2 separate regions of the Pan troglodytes genome follow, and region 2 is linked to region 1. Evidence: chromatin contacts called from public HiChIP or PLAC-seq data. All regions are on one chromosome and are shown on one strand. The core of a region is the stretch at or near the end of the contact, and the rest is flanking DNA. Distances in the headings are between cores, read along the strand shown.

Region 1 (4,284 bases), core at 1,221-3,720:
CCTCCCAGGTTCAAGCAATTCTCCTGCCTCAGCCTCCCGAGTAGCTGGGACTACAGGTGGGTGCCACCATGCCTGGCTAATTTTTGTATTTTTAGTAGAGACGGGGTTTCACCGTGTTAACCAGGATGGTCTCGATCTCCTGACCTCGTGATCCGCCCGCCTCGGCCTCCCAAAGTGCTAGGATTACAGGCGTGAACCACCAGCACCCGCCTAAAAATACATTATTCTTTTAAAGGGACTTTCAATCTCCCTCACAGACAGGTGTTGTATAAGAGGAAATGGGAAATTTTGTTGATCCTGTCTATGACACTTTGTTTTCTGCTCCTTTAATTCCTGCTCTACAGCATTTCTTTCCTTGTACTTTCTTTGGGTTTATTTTATAGCTAATTTATATTCAGGCTTCCCTATTTTCGTCCTCAGTCTCCCGAGTAGCTGCTGGGACTACAGGCACAGGTGCACACCACCACCACCAGAAATAATGCAGAGCAGCTAATAAAACAACTAACCCAGCTAATTTTTGTGCTTTTTGTAGAGACGCGTTTCGCCATGTTGCGTAGGCTGGTCTCCAACTCCTGAGCTCAAGCAATCCACCTACCACATCAGTTGTAAATATTTTCTGCTTTCCATTATTTAGTCATTGAATTGGAGGGGGTTTTTGGTTTTGTTGTTGTTGTTGTTGAGACAGAGTCTCGCTCTGTCACCCAGGCTAGAGTGCAGTGGCGCGATCTCGGCTCACCTCAAGCTCTGCCTCCTGGGTTCACCCCATTCTCCTGCCTCAGCCTCCCGAGTAGCTGGGACTACAGGCGCCCGCCACCACGCCCGGCTAATTTTTTTGTATTTTTAGTATTTTTAGTAGAGACAGGGTTTCGCCATGTTAGCCAGGATGGTCTCGATCTCCTGACCTCGTGATCCGCCTGCCTCGGCCTCCCAAAGTGCTGGGATTACAGGCGTGAGGCACCGCGCCAGGACTTTTTTTTTTCTTTTTTAATTTCTGAAAATTTAAGACTTTTTTCCTAATCTGTTTTTACTATAGATATCTTACATAATGATCAGAAAACATGATCTGCAAGATCAGGGATCAGCAAACTCTGTAAAGCGCCAAATAGTAAATATGTTACACTTTACAGGCCACACTGTATCCATTGTAACCACTCAACTCTGACTTTATAACATTAAAGCAATCAAAGACAATATGTAAATAAATAAGGTTGGCTGTATTCCAATAAAGCTTGCCTTACAAAAACAGGTGGCTGGCCAGATTGGACTGTGGGCCATAGTCTGCTAACCCTTGATCTACATGGCACCAATTCTTTGGTAATTATTAAGATGTACTGCTACTTAGTTTTTTTTGTTTGTTTGTTTGTTTTTTGTGAGACGTAGTCTTTGCTCTGTCACCCAGGCTAGAGTGCAGTCGTGCGATCTCGGCTCACTGCAAGCTCCGCCTCCCGGGTTCACGCCATTCTCCTGCCTCAGCCCCTCGAGTAGCTGGGACTACAGGCGCCCGCCACCACGCCCGGCTAATTTTTTGCATTTTTAGTAGAGACGGGGTGTCACCCTGTTAGCCAGGATGGTCTAGATCTCCTTGACCTTGTGATCCGCCCACCTCGGCCTCCCAAAGTGCTGGGATTACAGGCGTGAGCCACCGCGCCTGGCCTGTTACTTAGTATTTGATGTTTTATAATGTTCCATGCATGCTTGAAAACCAATAAATCATCTTGTCCCTAGTCTGCTCCACTTCTTTAAAGTTCAGGCCTGGCCCATGTCAACATTTGCTTTTGTTATTCTGGCACAGTGATTAAGACACTGGGTTTTTAATAATCAGACAAATCTCAGCTGCTAGCTTTGCCACTTGCCATTGGGTGGTTGGAGGCAAACTTAATGTCGCTAATCCTCAGGTTCCTCAACTTCAAACTGAGAAAATAACAGTACCTACCTCATGGGGGGCACATAAGGAAGGATTCAATGAGATAATCCATTTTATAAAGCGCCTAGCAGAGTCCCAGGCAGCCTTCAATCGTTAGTAGTAGTGTTACCATCATGAGGCAGGTGTAATTATACCCATTTTACAAGAAACTAAGGCTCAGAGAGGTTTAGCTAAGTTGCCCAAAGTTTCCTAGCCAGTGGCAAAGCACAAGCTCCCACCCAGAACTTTCCTTTACAAATTCAGCGTTTCCGATACTCAAACTGATCCAGACACACTAACATTTAGGGGATTTACTGTATGCCATTCCGAGGCGAGGCTGCATTTTAAGACGCCCAGGGAAGAAACGGATTGCGAAACCCACAAGAATTCATTCTTTGTGCTGCAAGTTTTGTCTGAAGGGAAAGGGGCAAGAAGGCCATGGAACGTGCTAGAGGTAACAAACCACCCAACAGAATTCTGGAACCAGGGGGCCGAAGCTTCTAAGCTGGACACATTCCTCTGTGGGTTCGATCCTCTAAGGAAGTGGCGTCACCCAGCGGCGCACCACGGCCCGAAGACCCTGCTGCTGCGTGGCCAGCGGCCCACGGCCGTGCGGCCCTTCGAGGCTCTGCAGCTCCTCGCGCCTAATGAGCCTGGCGCTTAAAAATACCACCCTAGTTAAACCTCCCGGAACCTGTCTTCAGCATTTCAAAAAAAAAAAAAAACGGGCGCCGTCATCACTTTGAGCCACATAAATCACAGCCCTGACCTGCTGTGGATTCAGCAGGCGACGAGCCGCTGAAAGGGGCGACGAAGTCCGCCCCTTTCGAAGACCAGCAACTTTCCATTCTTTTTTCCCTGCGCAAGGCGCAGATTGCAACGGGGAGACCCCCGAGCAGTCTGAGGAGCGAGTCGGACGTTGGAAAAACTGCCCGGGAATCTCATCTTTCCCAGCCCAGGCTAAGCGCAGGATTCTTCAGAGCTATATCCTGTGACAATCACAAGGGTTTTCTCCGCCCCACGGGTGACGGAGAACTCGTGACCGGCCCCTGAGCTCCAAGCCGAGCGTCTAGAGGGCGCGGAAAAAGAGGGGGCGGAGCTACAAGCCCAGATCACCAGGCAGCCGGAGACGGGCAGCGCGTGCGCAGTCTCTCGCCACGGGACCTCCTTCCCGCCGCTGAGACTAGGAAGCGGGACGCCAAATCTGTCCCTGCGCAGCCGCCGCCGGGCGCCGAGCGGGGTGGCCGCCCTGCCTGAGGCGCGCCTGCGCACGTCCCCACGCACGCTCCGGCGTACGGCGGCGGCCAGGGGTCGCGAGCCGGTGGAGGACCCGCGCGCGGAGGAGCCGGGGAGTCAGCGCTTCTTCCCTCCCTCCCCCTCTCCCCTCCCCGTTCCCTGCCCCCCTCCCCAAGAATGTTCCGCTACGAGGTGAGCTGTTGCGACCGGAAGTGACCCCTCCCTCCCTCCCGCGCCCCTCTCCCTCACTCTCTCTCCGCGCGCCGGTCCCGTGTTCCTGCGGGGCAGGGGGCGGGCTGGGGGAGTCGCAGGACTTAGCTGGACGCAACTGGCCTGGGGTCGCGGGTCTAATCCTAGGGCTGGGAGCTGGCTTCAGGGGTCGAGACAGTCCCATTAGTTGCCGCTGGGGAAAGTTGGCCTCCGTTTTGGGGTGGGGAGGGCCCGTTAAGTGCTCTAACCAGACCACACCCCCGCCCCCACCCCTAGAGGAGCCATGGAGGGTAGAGCACTGCATCTACCCGGGTGCTTTTCTTAAGTAGGTGTCACCCGGGAATTCCCAGAGCCGAGTTTCCCGCCCTGGACCCGGAACCACCCCCCACCCACCTCCACTCGAATTACACTGACACACATCCCGTTCACACAGGCTACCTTCAGGTGAAGGGGGCCTGGGCTTGCCGTTGGATTAGGGCCCTAGCCCGTTTACTAAAGAGGGCTCCGAGTTGGGAGGGGGGCGTGTCCTGCAGAAGTTCCTTCTGGGCTAGTGCTGGGAGACGCGGGTTTGGTGAAGGTGCCGGGAATGTAGCAAGAGCAGCAGACAGTACTGACCCTGTCACCAACTCACTGTGTGACCTTGAGTGACTCCTAATCTCTGGACGTAAACTTTCTGAATTTGTAGCATGAAAGAACTGATGTAAATGATCCTTAAGAATTTTTAATTTAAAAAAGCAGCGATTTGGTAAAGTAGATATTTGTGATTTGGAAGGGAGTACTGCTGGAAGTTGCCTCTGATAAGGAGGCAGTGGCATGCCTATTGGCATGAGTTTGGAAGGGCTCTGGGGTAAGAATAACGCCCTTTGACCTAATCTTTCCTTTGTAAACAGGGTAGCTAAGAGGTAGCCAGGCAAGGTGTATCACAAACGTACCTA
Region 2 (4,284 bases), core at 1,096-3,595, 140 kb before region 1:
AAACTTATCCTTACACTAAGAATGCTTTTATTAAGCATATTGTGACATCAAGACATTTCCTGGGTCTGTTAAGTCCTGAGCCTGTTCAGTAAACATCATTTTGTTTTTTTGAGGTGGGGTCTTGCTTTGTTGCCCAGGCTGTAGTACAGTTGCGCTATCACAGCTCACTGCACCCTCTGCCTCCCTGGCTCAAACTATCCTCCCACCTCAGCCTACCAAGTAGCTGGGACTATGGGCATGCACCACCAAGCCTGGCCCTGGTAAACATTATTAACTGTTCCCTTAACCATAAATATCCTGTGACTAGGAATGCCTAATCTCCTGGCAATGCAGCCTAGCAGACCTCAGCCTGATTTTACCCAGCCTTTATTCCAGATGGAGTCACTCTGGTTCAAATGCCTCTGACAGTTTTACACTTTCAGGTCTTATATTTAAATCTTTAACCTATTTTAAGTTGTATGTGGTATGAGACAAGGGTCCAATTTCAATCTGCATGTGAATACCCGGTTTTCCCAACGTCATTTGTTGAAGAGACTATCATTCCCCCATTATGTTTTCTTGGCACCTTTGTCAAAAATCAATGGACTGCGCCAGGTGTCGTGGCTCATGCCTGTAGTCCCAGCACTGTGGGAGGCCAAGGTGGGTGGATCACCTGAGGAGTTTGAGACTAGCCTGGCCAACATGGCAAAACCCCTTCTTTACTAAAAATAGAAAAAATTAGTCAGGCGTGGTGGCACACCCCTGTACTAGAGAGGCTGAGGCGGAAGAATCTAGTAACACCTAGTTACTAGAGAGGCTGAGGCGGAAGAATCGCTTGAACCCAGCAGGCGGAAGTGGCAGTGAGCCGAGATCGCACCACTGTACTCCAGCCTGGGCGACAGAGTGAGACTATGTCTCAAGAAAAAAAAAACAAATCAATGAAGTATAAATGTGTGTGTTTATTTCTGGGCTCTCTATCCTATTCATTTGGTCAGTGTGTCTATTTCTCTGCCATACCGTGCTGTTTCGATTACAATCAACTTATGTTTTGAAGTCAGGGAGTGTGATGCCTCCAGCTTTGTTCTTTTTGTTCCAGATTGTTTGGGCTATTCAGGGTCTTTTGTGGTTCCAAATGAATTTAAGGGTTGTTTTTCCTATTTCTGTGAAAAATGGCATTGGAATTTTGATAGGGATTGCACTGGATCCGTAGATTGCACTTTTTGGCTCTTTTGAAATAAACAATAAGGTAGAAGTTTTGGGGTACCAAAAGACTTAGAGACCAATCAAACCGTGATTTTAGTGCCACTTCATTTTTCACTCAAAACAATATTGCACAATATTCAACTTGAGGACTAAGCTCTGATTTTTTATCTTGCCCAAATTCCTACCTAAGGGAATCATGCCCTACAAACCATAAATTCTCATCAGATAGGTTTTATTTAACCCTATATATTGTGACTTACTTTTCAACATGACTCTGGCATAACATTATGAGACAAAGAAAAAAATATTTAACCCCAAAATATATTTCTTTGCCATATCTTGAAATTGCCCTGCAAAGTCTCTTGCGGGAAAAATCCATTTCTATAGGTATTCACTTTCCCCTTTGTTTTCCTTCCTTCCTTCCCAGATCCAGGAGACAATCAACTAAGAGCCAGGCATATTTTTTTTTTCTCTGTCTTGCCCACTCTGGAGTCTGGAGTGCAGTGGCGTGATCTCGGCTCACTGCAACCTCCGCCTCCTAGGTTCAAGTGATTCTCCTGCCTCAGCTTCCCGAGTAGCTGGGATTACAGGCACCCGCCACCACGTCCAGCTAATTTTTTGTATTTTTAGTGGAGACGGGGTTTCACCATGTTGGTCAGGCTGGTCTTGAACTCCTGACCTCAGGTAATCTGCCCGCTTCGGCCTCCCAAAGTGCTGGGATTACAGGCGTGAACCACTGCGCCCGGCCTCCAGGCACCCTTTAAGTCAGATAAAAAAACAATTTACAACAGTCTTTCTCTAAAGTCTGCTATCTAAGAGCTTCCTCTGCATAATAAAACTTGGTCTCTACAATCATTTATGTTTAACCTGAACATTCCTTTCTATCCATCCCAGGTCTTTGGACAAAACCAATTGTCAACCAGAAAATGTTTACATTTACCTATAGCCTAGAAGCCCACCTTGACTTGTCCCGCCTTTCTGAACCAAACCGATGTATTTCTTAAATGCATTTGATTGATGTCTCATGCCCCTCTAATATGTATAAAGCCAAGCTGCACTTCTACCACCTTGGGCACATGTTCTCAGGACCCCCTGAGGGCTGTGTCACAGGCCATGGTTGCTCATATTTGGCTCAGAATAAATCTCTTCCAATATCTTACAGAATTTCACTCTTTTCATCAACAATATTGTTCATTCACTGAGATCTCTGGAATCACAGACTGTGCTCAAATTCTGATGGTACTGTTTTCCTGTTGTATGACCCAGAACAAGTTAAATTATTTCACCCTCAGGATGGAATCTGCAAAATAAGTATAATGACTTATCTCACAGATTCGTTGGCAGGACTAACGAATGAGGTACTCGATGACACATTGCAATTGCCCTATACATGTTAAACCATTGCCAAATCTGGTATTCTCCTAATGTCTTTGAGGGGTCCCCTAGAAAAACATCTCAAAGGCTGTGAATCGTAAGGGACCACCTTGCTAAGCAACCGGCAGGCACTGACAGTTGTACTCCGCAGAAAAATAAATAAATAAAACAAAAGACTCCCCGCCCCGCCGCCCTCTTCTTCTGGGGAAAGACTGGAGATTGGAAGGAGAACCCTAGAGAGCCAACAGGGCCCCTGGGCGTGGCTGGGCGGACAGCGCCTTTGACCGGAGGAACTCAACCTCCCCCGGAACTCAACCCCCGTCGCTCGAGTTTCTTTCGCTTCCGTCGGGACTCTGCGGAGTGGACCCGAGTGAACACAACTTCCGGCCCCACTGAGCGGTGTCCTGAGCCGATTACAGCTAGGTAGTAGAGCGTCGCTGCTTACCTGGGTGCAGGAGACAGCTGGAGTCGCTGGGGGAGCTCCGCGCCGCCGGACGCCCGTGACCATGTGGAGGCTGCTGGCTCGCGCTAGTGCGCCGCTCCTGCGGGTGCCCTTGTCAGGTCAGAAGTCCCTTTTGGTTCCTAAAGACTTTACCCCTCTTCCTCCCCCACCCTCCAGTGCTTTTTCTCCCTAACCCAAAAGGCGGCTCTGCATATGCTTGGTGAAGCACTGGTTAGGAACTACGCTATCGCACCGCCGACCTCCACCGTAGGGGTTCGTGCAAGAGGGTCACAGCTGCGTCTGGGAGTCGGCGCCCAGAGATCCCGGCTGGCCTTTTGCGGAGCCTGAGCCTTTGAGTCCATTTAGTGGAATCCGCATCCCACACCTCAAGACTCCTCCGGCGGAAGTACTTTTGGGCGGGCGCGGTGGCTCACGCCTTTAATAGCAGCACTTTGGGAGGCCGAGGCGGGCGAATCACTTGAGGTCAGTAGTTTGAAACCAGCCTGGCCAACATGGTGAAACCCCGTCGCTACTGAAAATACAAAAAAAATTAGCTGGGCGTGGTGGTGGGCGACTGTAATCCCAGCTAGTCCGGAGGCTGAGGCAGGAGAATCTCTTGAACCCGGGAGGCGGAGGTTGCAGTGAGCCGAGATCGCGCCACTGCACTGGAGCCTGGGCAACAGAGTAAGACTCCGTCTCAAAAAAATAAAATAAATAAAAATAAGAAGTAGTACCTTTGGCCCAGGTTGTATCGGGGTCCCGGCCTTGTTACCTTCGTCGTTTAACTTGATTTGTCTTTGTAGATTCCTGGGCACCCCTCCCCGCCAGTGCTGGCGTAAAGACACTGCTCCCAGTACCAAGTTTTGAAGGTGAGAGCTTGTCTTTCTCCTGTTCGTAAATCTTTTCTCTGATGGAAACCAGGAGCGGGTGGGAGATGACATAGGAATGTTCTCGTGTTTCCCATCCCCGTTCACTCTTTCAATAAATATGTTTTTAGAGCTTACAGTTTTGCCAACTAATATTCTGAGCACTAGAAATAAATCAAAGACGAAGGAAACCAAAAAAGTTCCTTGCTCTTACGGAGCAGCGTCTAATGAGATAGCTCCCCTAAAACCTCCCACTGGTGTGTGTCCCATGGTCCACTCAGCCAGTAGTCATTGGCCTGAAATCTGGATTTTTGAGCGGGCATGGTGGCTTACGCCTGTAATCACAGCACTTTAGGAGGCGGAGGCGGGTGGATCACTTGAGGCCAGGAGTTGGAGACCAGCCTGCCAACCTGGTGAAAC

The links. HiChIP or PLAC-seq counts read pairs in DNA pulled down with a chosen protein or histone mark.
Region 2: a contact with region 1 is called in an H3K4me3 HiChIP or PLAC-seq map of stem cell-derived excitatory neurons, with 4 times the contacts expected there. The contact joins the promoter of MRPL16 here to the promoter of PATL1 in region 1. A contact is called at or near these places in 1 of 7 Hi-C or Micro-C datasets (stem cell-derived neural progenitor cells) and 1 of 1 datasets of contacts at active chromatin or transcription factors (stem cell-derived excitatory neurons).

Annotation. Positions count from the first base shown.
Region 1 is chr9:61,886,990-61,891,273 of NHGRI_mPanTro3-v2.0_pri, reverse strand. It overlaps PATL1 (PAT1 homolog 1, processing body mRNA decay factor), which reads left to right and starts at 2,470. Exons shown (of 18, transcript XM_024347164.3): 1 at 2,470-3,331. The coding sequence starts at 3,317. LOC104008492 (a long non-coding RNA gene) reads right to left here and starts at 2,761. Exons shown (of 3, transcript XR_002938472.2): 1 at 2,673-2,761.
Region 2 is chr9:62,026,087-62,030,370 of NHGRI_mPanTro3-v2.0_pri, reverse strand. MRPL16 (mitochondrial ribosomal protein L16) reads left to right here and starts at 2,345. Exons shown (of 4, transcript XM_508452.8): 1 at 2,345-3,117; 2 at 3,802-3,867. The coding sequence starts at 3,063.